2 separate regions of the Triticum aestivum genome follow, and region 1 is linked to region 2. A link is a contact called in public Hi-C data. All regions are on one chromosome and are shown on one strand. Each heading gives the region's core, a stretch centred on a gene start, on an enhancer-like site or on the middle of the called end of the contact. The rest is flanking DNA. Distances are from core to core; before and after follow the strand shown. Region 1 holds the start of LOC123065733 (protein LURP-one-related 5-like). Region 2 holds the start of LOC123070927 (copper transporter 3-like).

Region 1 (6,320 bases), core at 1,368-3,867, 210 kb before region 2:
AAAACGGGATATGGCTGAGCTGTAGCATAAGCCTGAAAGACCAGTGACGTCAGCTTATCCTTGATCGAGGACGTACGCCGTGCTCGATCCATCGACGCAGGACGGCAGGATCAGTCGCCGCCGTGCCGAGACTCCAATTTTCCCGAGTTCGGCGTATGTATGGTATGGTACGCCGTGCGTCGAACCCGGCAGCGTCAACTTGATCGGTCGGCGCTTCTGTTAGGTCCACCCCCATGTGCACGTACGAGGCGCCCAAGATGTACGCGTCATCACCTTCACGTAGCGTACTCCATCGTCCCATGCCGCACCTGTCCGTACGCGCGTTTGCTGCGATCCGAGGAAACAATCCGGCGGCGCAATTAATTCTCACGCGCAGTCCGCGCCATACGCCGGCCGGGCACCGTGGTCGCCGTGCGTTGCGCCAGGTCGTCGGCCTCGCGCCCTCGACGGCATGGGAATGGGAATTATTGGTTCGCTAGGGCTGTGGACGTGGCTGCGCCGGCTAGCTGGGAATGCACCTCGATCGTGCTACTGTCGTGCTCGTACGTTCGTCCGGGTTCAGTGTTTGCACCGCCACTTGTAGGACAGCGCCACCAAGGCGAACCTGCGGAAGAAAAACCCAACCCGGAAAACCAAATCTTATGACACACCATCCACCTACGCCTTCAAACATGCCAAGGAGCGCCATCACGGCTAGGGCTAGGCTTGGAGAGGACTTATTCCATGCCGACGTGACGCCGTCCTACGGAACCACCGCCGACTAGGGACTAAAACCTAATCTAAAAACCTTACCCTACCACCACCGGTCTGAAACAATTAGGGTCCCGGCCTCCCCTCATCGAAGTGGCAAACAGAGGGAGTGAGAGGCCTGTGATCTCGCAGGGGAGGAGCTGGATCATCGCCGCTGCCCTAGTTCCTAGGATTCGGGGGAGGGAGACAGGGGGAAAATGCTTCGTGAGATACAATCTAATATTTCTTGTAGTTATGCCATTTGATTACTATCGTGTGTTGAACAATTTTCTAGAATACACCCTATAAGGCGTATCTCATTTCATATGAGAAGTGCCAAGAAGCAATACAAATCGCCGTGAGTGGCTACGCCACTACCCCCTCCATTCTAAGTCAATGTCTTGTTCTAAGTTATACCTTTTTTAGTTGACCAAGTTATAAAAAATACATTAACATCTAGAATATGAAATTGACTGATATGATTCCCCCAGTTTGTCTTTGTTCATCAATTTCATGAGATCCACACCATCAAGTTTGGTGGCCATCACCACCTGCTCAAATATCCCCTTAAACCATCCTCTAGCTGCCGATGACATCTTCGACCCTAATCTGAACTTTAACTCATATCACTTTTGATTCCGCCGTAACTCTACCAACAACATTTGTGTTTGTGACACCATGTCACGGCTGCCACCGGCTCAATTTAAATCCCGTCTCGCTTTGACACCGCCATGCTCTCAATGGCTCAGTCTCTTGCCCGGTGTCGTGGCGGGCTCCAAGTCGTGCTCACCAATATCAAGGAAGGTGAGAGGGAGAAAAGGAGATTGCTTCCAAGTCCTCAACGGCTACAAGTGATTACAAGTTGGAGCCTGACCGGTGTCGTGGTGGGCTACAACTCGTACTCACCGGTATCAAAGAAGATGAGTGAGAGAAGAGGAGACTATTTCCAACAACAGAAAAATCCGATTGTTGGTGAATTCAATTTAGTCAACACAAATTAACAAATCCACTGCAATATGCTAATATATTGGAATATGTAGAACATCAAATTAGTCTCATGAGATTTTGTTTAAGTCATACTCACCCTTATTCCTCCGCTTCATCGGCTCCATGCCATCTAGTTTGGTGGCCACCACCGCTTGTTGAAACATTTTACTAAACCACCCCCAAATCACCGATAACTCCTTTGACCCAAACCCTAATCTAAACCCTGACCCATATCAAGTTTAAAACTGCCCCGACCCCACCAACAATACTAGGCCTGTGTCATTTGTTGGCTCCGACTCAAATTACGTCTCTCCACGCCTCAGCGCCGCCATGTGCTCAACAACTTGGGATCCCACCCGACATCATGGCGGGATCTAACTCACACTTGCCGGCAGTGGCGGAGCCAGCTCGGTCAGTGAGTCGGGGCAAAGTACACGGCACTACTACTTGTCAGTTGTTTGCCCCTACAAAATGGCGGTTAGCTCTCCATTTACTATTATTGTTTCAACGAGAATGCATGGCTGACCCCGGGCAGCTGCCCCGGGTAGCCGGGAGGTGGCTCCGCCACTGCTCACTGGCATCAAAGAAGACGAGAGAGAGAGCGAGCGAGAGAGAGAGAGAGAGCGCGCGCCTAAAAAAAACAATTCTCGGTGAATTCAATTTCTGTCAGCACGAAATTAACAAATCCGTTGCAATATACTTTTACTCCTTTATCCACCTTTTAAAGTTGTTCACAAGACCCGTCCAGTGGACCGAGTGCATGCACCTCCGAAAGGACGAAGGCGTTGCGACATCAACACTCTGATCCCCACCACCTTCGAATCTACACCGACCGTTCTCACTTCATCCCTACTGAACTGAACGCCAACGCGGAGCGTGTGGTCTCCTTCTATATATCGTGGACCTCGGAGCCTCGAGCTCCCGAAACTTACCAAAGCAAGCAAGCAACGAGAGCGCGCGCCCTTCGAGCACAGGCAGCACACAACCCGACAGCGCGGAGGGAGAGGCAGCAGCAGCAATGGCGGTCGTGGGCGAGGAGTACTGCGACCTCAAGGAGCGGCTGCTCACGGTGCGCAAGACCTCCCACTTCTCCCCCGGCGACGGCTTCGCGGCCTACGACAACCGCACCGGCGGCCTCGCCTTCCGCGCCGACACCTACGGCCGCGGCCACGGAGGGGGCGCTGCGTCCCCGGGCGAGCTGGCTCTCCTCGGCCCCGCCGGCGAGCCCCTCCTCACCGTGCGCCGCCGCCGCCCGTCCCTGCACCAGCGCTGGGAGGGCTTCCTCGGCGCCCGCGCCGACGGCCAGAAGTCCCTCTTCTCCGCCCGTAGGTCCTCCATTCTCGGCGGCGCCGGGCGCGGCGCCGTCGTCGAGCTCCTCCCTTCCCCCGCCTCCGCCGCTGCCGCCGAGCTCCGCATCGAGGGCTCCTTCGGACGGCGCTGCTGCCGCGTGGTGGCCAAGGGCGAGGACGGGGAGGAGACGGTGGTGGCCGAGATCAGGAGGAAGGTGGACGAGGCGGCACGGGTGGTGATGGGCAGGGACGTGTTCGTGCTGCGGGTGGGCGCCGGCTTCGATGCGGCCTTCGCCATGGGGATCGTCCTCGTGCTCGACCAGATCGCCGGGGACGAGGCCGACGGCGGCGACGCCGGACAGGATGTTGCCGTCCACGCCAAGATTTGGTGATCGGAGAAGTCGTTTGTTCTTGGTTTAGCCGTAGAGAGTTGGCGATCTTATTTTCTCCCGACTTCTCTTCCTCTGTGCTCGTGTCCCTGCCCTCGATCGGCAATATACAATACATGCTGGATTTGTTGCTGAAGCCTGTTCTTTTTTTTACTCCCTCCGTCCGAAAATACTTGTCATCAAAATTGATGAAAATGGATGTATCTAGAACTAAAATACATCTAAATACATCCATTTCAATGACAAGTATTTTCGGACGGAGGGAGTATCTAGCAACCACCGGTTTAGCAGAAAATTCGTGCTAAGAATAAGATCAGCATCACTTGGAGAAATTGTGTTGGATCTCACAGCTACTGTTTTACTCCCTCCGTTCCTAAATATTTGTCTTTCTAGATATTTTAACAAGTGACTACATACGGAGCAAAATGAGTGAATCTACACTCTAAAATATGTCTACATACGTCTGTATGTGGTAGTCATTTGAAATGTCTAGAAAGACAAATATTTAGGAACGGAGGGAGTATCAAATTCTGCATTCTGGTTCCGATTGCTAGCCGCTGCTCTCTTCATTTTCCAACAATCTGGATTAACTTCGTTCAATTTCCTTTGTAATATGCACAGGTAATCTACCTCAGCTGCTTTACTCAAAACACAAGATATCCTTTTCATTTTCAGTCAACAACGTGGAAACTTTGTGTGGCAGTATACTAGTAGTACTAGCCGAGGAGTAGTTAGTGATGTGAAAGAGTACGTGCAAGTTGCCCAAGAAAATTGGGAGTATCCAAATAATGGAGATACTCTCTGTGGCGCAGAGATCGCAAAGGGAGGTCTAACTGGTTGATTGGCCCCTAGCTTCCCACAAAGCAAAGATGCTTGACAGCGCGCTGTATGTGCTGTGCTGTGTGCGTGCATAGTGCACGCGGAAGCGGCATGATACACGTGGGGACGTAGAAATACCAACGATAGGCACATCACGTACATAATCCAGACATAAAAACTATACTCGATAATGATAATAAAGATAATCCAGCAATAAATCAAGGACAGCGAAATGAATCCGCGAGCGCGCTGTATGTGCTGTGTGTGTGCACAGTGCACGCAGAAGCGGCATGATACACGTGGGGATGTAGAAATACCAACGATAGGCACATCACGTACATAATCCAGACATAAAAACTGTACTCGATAAAGATAAAGATAATCCAGCAATAAATCAAGGACAGCGAAATGAATCAGCGAGCGTTTGGTGTATATATATACTCTCTCTGTTCTGATTTATTCGTTGTGGATTTAGTTTAAATTTGAACTAAAACCACGACGAGTAAATCGGAACGGAGGGAGTATATATATGGATGATCTTGCTTGGCATAGAGAATGACTTTAGCAGATACGGTAAGCAGCTCAATAATACAGTAGTAGTACGTTCTAGTCTAGTCGGTATGGAAACGGAATGCACTGCTTGTTTAATTAATTCATTTCTGCGCCTTTGGACGTCAGCCGCACGCAGCACACTTGCATGATCCAATTATTCGCTTCGTTGTTTTATTCAGTTCTTCTTCTCCTCACTCGATCAGCATCAGCTCCGGGTTCGTATTGTATATTGCGCGCCCTCCTGCCTGCCTGTCACGCGCGGGAAGATACGGCGATCTCCTTCCTCCCCTTTTGCGCTAGACCGCACATGATAATGCTGCCGAGCATCCGCTAGCCCTCCCGGCTCCAGCCGCGCGCATGCCTACCGGCTACCGCTCGCTGTTGTTTCCAAGTGGTTCTGTTCCCTTCCGTCCGTCCGTCCGTCCGTCGGTCGGTCATCGATTCGCGGTTGGTGGTGGTCACAGCACAAGACAGGAGGCGATGATCGGATGTCTTGAAACCGACCATCGGTATGTATACACTGCCAGTGGCAGGCAGCCAGGCAGGGGAAGGGACAGGGTCGGCACCGCCGCCATGAGCACTTGCCGGTGGTGTTCCGCGGAATCGGGCCCGGCCGGCCGGCGGCCGGCACACGTCGCCAACAGCGAGCGTGATGTGATCGCTCACCAAGTACTCATAGGCGTGCCTACGGTACGAAATACTACTACCTACCAAAGTTTCCTCGAGGCCATGATAAGATCATGGAACGGCAGCTATAGCATAGCAAAGAGTTGTTGCACGTTTTCATCCTGATGAGAACCCTGGTGGGGGAGCATTCCTTTCTCGCGAGGCTGCAGTGTCGGGTCATCAGTAGTGTGTGGTGTGGTGTGTACGCAGGGCATAATAAACTGTGCTAACACGTGTGGGGTTGTTTAACAAATAGGACTTCATAAAGGTGCATGCTACTGTTGAATTGGTTCTCCTCTCCGGGAACTTTTCAGCGCGACGGGACAGATGGTCCTGACTCGTGAACGTGCTTAATTACATATACGGCTACAGGCGACACATGCTTCAACATTTCTCTCTACCAAATCAGCACTGGAATTTCACTACCAGTATTTTCCGTGTTCTCCGCGGTCCTCGCATGGCACCTTTCGCCTTTCTCGAGAAACTCCGCAAACGCCTGGAGCGAGCGAGTAAATTGTAGCTGGGGAAAGTATACGTCGCTCATAGTACGTACGTACATACGGCCACCAAAGCCATGTGTTACTCCTGCTTGGTATGGTGGTGGACATGGGTCGGTTCAACAGTGCAACTTGCTTTTTTTAGAACGGAGACGCACGATGCGTCCGGCTTTAAATTAATAAAGCCCACCAGCAGGCAGTAAACCCGGGCATGGGCAGCCCGGCCCGAGCCCGGCCCGAAAAACCCGGGCCGGGCCGGGCCGGGCTTGACGTTCGGGCCGGGCTCGGGCCTAGTTTTGCAGCCCGGAAGATAGTTCGGACCGGGCTCGGGCTTCATTTCTTATATATTTTGGGCCGGGCTTTCGGGCTTCGGGCCGGGCTTGCACGTGCGT
Region 2 (6,395 bases), core at 1,213-3,712:
GCACAGAAAAGGTCGCGGGAGAATCAATAAACAAAAATACAAATAATTAAACTGGATGAAGAAAAGATCTCATAGATTAAATGAGATTGCGGGTTAGGAATGAAATAAGAAATTAAGAAAAGTAACTCCGTATCCTCAGCACACAGGAAAGAAAATAATAAATTATGTTGTTGTGGGCACACGTAACGAAAGGATTTTTAAATTAAAAATGAGCACAAGAAGGATAGTTAACCTACATGTGCATGTGTTTGGATTATGATTTGAGGACGCAGCGTGTGGCGTGCATGGACATATTGGCCTTGAATTGATTGGCAATGCACGACGGAGGAGCTTGACAACTGACCTAACTTATCACTTTGAGACTACTTTTTGTTTCATTTGAATCTTTTTTTTTGGCAAAATATCATATCTATTATAAAGAATCACCGAAAGTGCAAAGCAACTCAAACATAATAAAAATTACATCAAGGTCCATAGACAATCGAACGACCATTGTCGCCGCCAGATCGAGCCGTCGACGCGTCGCTATCGCCGCCCTCATACCGGAGCCGGCCTGACCTTGTCGATGACAACCGGGACGTCTTCATGCATGTGCCCCTAAGGACCTGCGTTCGGGAGCCGCAATCGTCGGCATTGAATCTTTAAATCAATATGGAGAACCTGACACCAAATCGCACTATTGCATACACACGATGAGAAACCCTACGTTGTTTCAAGAAGATGGCAGGAATCTACGCGGGAGCTCCATCTAATCCGTTCCGACGAACAAACTTGAGAAGGATCAGAGCCCGGAAGACTGACTCGAAGAAGAAGCGCCGCCATCCGTCCGAGCATCGCCCTTGCAAGGAATAAAACCCTACATATCTAAGCCGAGGCATCAGGAATACCCTCGCCACCACCAGCTGTCGGAGCGACAAGCATAGGGGAGGCGAATCCATAGACTCGTCGGCGGAGATCGAAGGGAAGAAGACTTTCCCTAGTCGCCTTGTGAGAGGGGAAAGAAAAAGTTGTGTATATTGTTGCTTTCGAATACGATGTTATAGTTTTGCTTAGCAATGTTTATATTACTCCCTTTATTTTTGATGAATAAGGCGTGCACACATCCTAGACTTCAACCATAAATTAGACCAACCAAATATGAATTATGCATGATAAAAATTATATTGTTGATTCACATTGAAAAGAAGTTTCCAATGATATACTTTAAGTCACGAAAATATTTTAAAACTAATTTATAATCACAGTTGGATTTTGGTGAGCATGTGTGTTATTCATTGGAATGGAGGAAGTATTAATTAATGCATGCTAGAATGTGATGACCAAACTCATCGCCTTGAGACCTATCACCCCTGTCTTAAATAGGAGGACAAGTGACCACCATCAACAATGATACAAAGAGGAAAAGTGGCAAGCTTATTAGGGGTGCGAGAGTTTGTTTCTTTCATTGCAACCCCCTATAACATATTTGCTTGTATTATAAACGTAAAGAGAGAGGAGATAGAAGAAATATAAATATAATAGCCAACCCTATATTTGTGAGTGACTATAGATGATGGCCAGTAGCCAAAGCATTTACCAAGGCCATTAATGAGATAACATAGCGGCAACATACACGTTGGCCATCACAGTACGACACCAACAACTAAATCCAGCATCTCAATCAAATCAAATAACAAAAATGTTAATCCCGGTCGATAGGCAAGATGCAACCAAACGAGAACGGTTGTGAATAGTGAGATCGCAATCACCCAGATTAACAGGATCACACCACCAAACTTTCCAAACCCATGCATGATGCGGACAAGAAGACCTAGCAGCACGCCGCCGGCGCCAGGTAGTCCTTGGCCCCGTCCTCCACCTGCGCCTGTCCGCCGAACAGGCCGGCCCTGAAGAGCAGGAACCCCACCGCGTGGCCGGCGACTGCCACGAGGAGCACGCCGACGTTGAACGACATGAGCGCGAGCATGAGGACGTAGGCCATCCCGACGCGCAGCGCGTGCACGGCGGCGCGCGCCGCCCCCGCCGCCGCCGGCCGGTCGCGGGAGGAGATGTGGCTCTCGAGCCAGCGGCAGGTGGAGAGGAACTCCACGAGCACGGCGAGCGCAAAGACGACGAGGAGCGCGAGCGCGTACATGCCGCCGCTGGAGCCGGGCCACCCGTGGAAGAGGATCTCCGAGTTCTTGCCCCAGTAGAAGGTCATGTGCATGTAGTGCATCCGCATGCCCCCGTGCGCTGCCGCTGGCGCCGGCGCGGCGCCGCCCATGCCCATGCCGTGCCCTCCCATTCCCTTGTCCATCGCGCGCTGGCCGCCGATGATGATCTGGTGGCGTTCTGTGCGTTCGTTGCATCTGCGTCCGCGCCCGCGTGGGTGTATATGTGCGGGCGGGCCGGCGCGGCGCGGCGCCTGTGCAGTACGCATGTACGACACCGGCAGCGAAAGGAAGTACACAGTCGTCAGCCGCAGCTGTCAGTCAGATCGTAACCACCCACGGCCCACGGGATCTTTGTGAGGGATGGCGGATCCATTTTTCCCTCCTCTGTGGACAGGCTTTCAGATCGTGGGCCGATTAGGTTTAAGCTTGAAGGGGTTGGTGTTTCCTCTTCTAGCCGCCCAGTGTACCGGCCCAGGCCCATCATCCCTTATCGTCCTCGCCGACGATGGCGCAAAGCCTCACCGGCGGCGCCACCCCCTTCTGCTGCTACCCTCACCCGCCCAGCTACGCCGCCGGGCGAGCTACCCCGACCGCTCCCCCTTCCACCCGCCGCCGCGTGGTCGCCTCGGCCTCCCCTACGCCGCCCCCGCCGGCCATCGAGGGCCGCGGGGTGGGATTTTCGGTGACGACGAGGCGGGGGCTGGTGCTGCCGGTGCTCAAGGACTGCTCGCTGTGCGTCCCGCCGGGGCAGCTCTGGATGCTCCTCGGCCCCAACGGCTGCGGCAAGTCCACCCTCCTCAAGGTCTATCTTTTTCTGAACTACTACTCTGGCGCTCGTTTCCATGCGCATTTTTATCGATAGACCGGCGGTAGCTGTGCTCATCAGGCCATTGACCGAAATACCCTATGCAAATGGTCAATTCCAAGACCCATGGTTAAGTTACTTAAGTAGCTGCTATGTTTTTAAAGTGAATTTTCTTCTTTAGTGTGTAGAACCAACTCATGGAGTGAATACGATACCACAAGCAGAGTCTGGTCGTGTTTTATTCAGTTCTCATAGAAGATATTTTTGGAGGATTAGACATAGCATGCATACTTTATCAGAAATCAAAATGCTGAATGGTATTCATTGAATCTTTGGATTGTCCCGGCTTTTCCTTTGAGCACCAAGATAAGGGTCTGTGCGACCTAGGAATGGCTCAGAATTTTCTGAGTTTATGGTTTCTGCGAGGACAATCTTGCTTGAAAAAAATGTCAGCCTCCATTCAGGAACCAATAGGAAGTTAATTTGATAGTTTATAGTAAATATATCATGTAGCGCAAATACCAGAATCTTTACATGTAAATGAGCAATTACGCATTACATATTATGTGTGTTGTATCAAGCACATTCGACTATTGGTGCATTGAACACCAGATCGACATGGTAATTGCGCATTTCCAAGGATATATGTTCAACTTCAACCTGAATAAAAATGATAATAGAGGTAGGAAGGAAGTATTCAAGAGAAGTTGCATAATCTATTCTGGTATTGTTACAATATACTCCCTCTGTCCCAAAATAAGTACTAAAGTTAAGACACTTATTTTGGGACGGAGGGAGTATTTCATAAAGCAGACTGATACAAAATATGGTTCTGAATCAATTTCTCTTTGCTTACTTGGACTGCATAACTTTGATAGATTTTCTTACTAGTAGTACCTCAACGGGATGCTAACTTCTTGTTCTTTTTTAGGTTTTGGCAGGTTTTCAAAATCCCTCTGCTGGTACAGTGCATATTAATAGGCCATTCAGCTATGTCTTCCAAAATCCTGATCACCAGGTTATCACTAGTTCTTTGATGAGTTTTTACCTGCAATTATGCTAGAACGCATTATCAAGTGGCATTGAATCCATAGGATGTTTGTATTGTTGATGCTTGGGAGCTTTGTTAGCAATGCAAGCGTCCCAAATTAAACGAAGTTCTGCTGCATATTGAATTCTGTCATTTGGATGCAGGTTGTGATGCCCACTGTGGAATCCGATGTTGCATTTGGTCCTGGTAAGCTCAATCTTTCATTGGATGAGGTTAGGTCAAGAGTGTCACAATCTCTGGATGCAGTTGGAATGTTGAGCTACTCTCAAGTAGGCAGCTAACATGCACATTTTGGATTATAATCTACTATTGTCTGCACAAGGTTCACAAACATCCTTCATACAAAACAGAGGCCAATCCAAACTCTGAGTGGTGGGCAGAAACAGAGAGTTGCCATTGCTGGTGCTTTAGCTGAAGCATCCAAAGTACTACTGCTGGATGAGCTGACCACATTCTTGGACGAATATGATCAGGTATTAAGATTATTCATGTTTAGTTTCTAATAAGATGTACTCCCTCCGTCCGAAAATACTTGTCATCGAAATGGATAAAAAGGGACGTATCTAGAACTAAAATACGTCTAGATACATCTCCTTTTATCCATTTTGATGACAAGTATTTCCGGACAGAGGGAGTATGTACTAAGGTATTTGATCACGAGGTACCTTTGCTATTGTGCCAAGGAGAGCAATCTTCAGTAAGCCTTCCAATTCGAACTGGAGTTGTAGTTTGGCAATTGTGCTAAAACTCCCAACAGTCTGTAGTTCATTAAAATTGGTGTAGCCTTGGTTCTCATAGACACATGAATATTTTGGACTATATTACATATAATTTTCTGATGCTTCTATTGCATTTTCTGATGGAGGGGGTATATGTAAAATCCTCTGTTGGTTGTTGAAAAAACTGCTATCATAAATTTGTATGTTTTCCTGTTTCTGACATGTAGTTATCATCCTTTTTAATTGACTGGTAGTTAGCAGGCCTACTCTTACCTTGTAGTTATACTTGATTGTTATGGGCATTGTAATCTTGGTGATCTTGGTTTCATGGAAGTGCAGATGGGCGTGGTCAAGGCGGTGAGGAACTCTGTGACTGCTAGTGGGGAGGTTGCGGCACTGTGGGTGACCCATCGGCTGGAAGAACTCAGATACGCAGATGGTGCTATCTACATGGAAGATGGCCGGACGATTATTCAAGGCGACGTCTCCAGTATATCCAGGTTTATAAAGAGGAAGCAAGCACGCTACTTCGGTCATTTTGAGCTCTGATCCTCGGGAGTCCCAAGCTGCGGGCAGAATTATCTGCGCTCGTGTACATCACCACATCAGGGTACTGAAAACAGTTTCTTCTCTACGGCTGTTTGTATGTAGGCAACCGGGAAGTTAGGGGTTCTGTCGCTCTCACCTGTATCGCTGCTGAAACATTGGTTTGGCGAAGTTAGGAGCTGTCGTGTTTCAGTTCATACATTGTTCTTGTTCATTGCTTATAATGTTAGAGTGTGCCTTCATGCAAGAATGTGGTATATTCTCTTGTGCTGTCCTTTGCTTTGTGGTCGCCGTTTGGCAAGTGATTTGCTGCATGGAACCATTCTTTCATATACCAATCATATCTTGGGCGCGGGAATCGTGCCTAGGATATTTTTTAACTGTGTCTAGGATGTTGCTTACACTGAAATCAAATAACCAGTAAACAAGAATCTAATGCTAACCATGTAGTTTTGCATGCACTATTATATCCATTAAGTAGTTGAAAGCCGTTGCAAATTGGATCCTGAATTGCATTTGCGCGCCAATGCCAAAGTGCTGATCAGCTTCTGTCGTCGCCTGTAAATCATGTATACTCCCTAAACTAGTGATTAGAGGGAGTAGTAACTAATGAACAGGAATATAGCCCACCACCTATAATTGTAAATCGTAAGTAAACTAGTGTTTTTTCTCCTTCCCTTTGGCCATTTTCAGCCGTTATCTTTCATTCAACCATCTTTGTTGTAGCATTACCCTTCCATCCATGTCGTCGGTGCCGCGCTGTGTGCTTGTAAACTACTCCCTCCGTTCGGAATTACTTGTCGCGAAAATGGATGTATCTAAATACGTCTAGATACATCCATTTTCGCGACAAGTAATTCCGAACGGAGGAAGTAGACATGTGCTTGCTTGCAACTAAATATTTTGTGCGAGAACATGATGTAAAGGATGCACGATAACAATGGCGCATGTTCCAGCCAAACCACATTTGATCCAACGAAAAACAGGATGCACCTCGCAACAAGATTTCAACAAGTATATATAAAGACAAGTAATGGTTATCCTTTCGGCCAGAACGCATCGGATACATAAGATTAGCATAATACAAAGGAATGCGTTGGTAATCCTAGCAAAATACGTTC

Evidence for each region. A called contact is a pair of places that touch in the nucleus more often than the background predicts.
Region 1: a contact with region 2 is called in a Hi-C map of leaf, with 2.8 times the contacts expected there. The contact joins the promoter of LOC123065733 here to the promoter of LOC123070927 in region 2. A contact is called at or near these places in 3 of 5 Hi-C or Micro-C datasets (all in leaf).

The regions. Positions count from the first base shown.
Region 1 is chr3B:562,544,984-562,551,303 of IWGSC CS RefSeq v2.1, reverse strand. It overlaps LOC123065733 (protein LURP-one-related 5-like), which reads left to right and starts at 2,617. Exons shown (of 1, transcript XM_044488959.1): 1 at 2,617-3,530. The coding sequence starts at 2,735. The coding sequence ends at 3,397.
Region 2 is chr3B:562,337,887-562,344,281 of IWGSC CS RefSeq v2.1, reverse strand. It overlaps LOC123070927 (copper transporter 3-like), which reads right to left and starts at 2,462. Exons shown (of 1, transcript XM_044494337.1): 1 at 1,501-2,462. The coding sequence starts at 2,419. The coding sequence ends at 1,811. It overlaps LOC123070926 (ABC transporter I family member 10), which reads left to right and starts at 2,596. Exons shown (of 5, transcript XM_044494336.1): 1 at 2,596-2,955; 2 at 3,890-3,976; 3 at 4,153-4,278; 4 at 4,360-4,482; 5 at 5,068-5,531. The coding sequence starts at 2,659. The coding sequence ends at 5,277.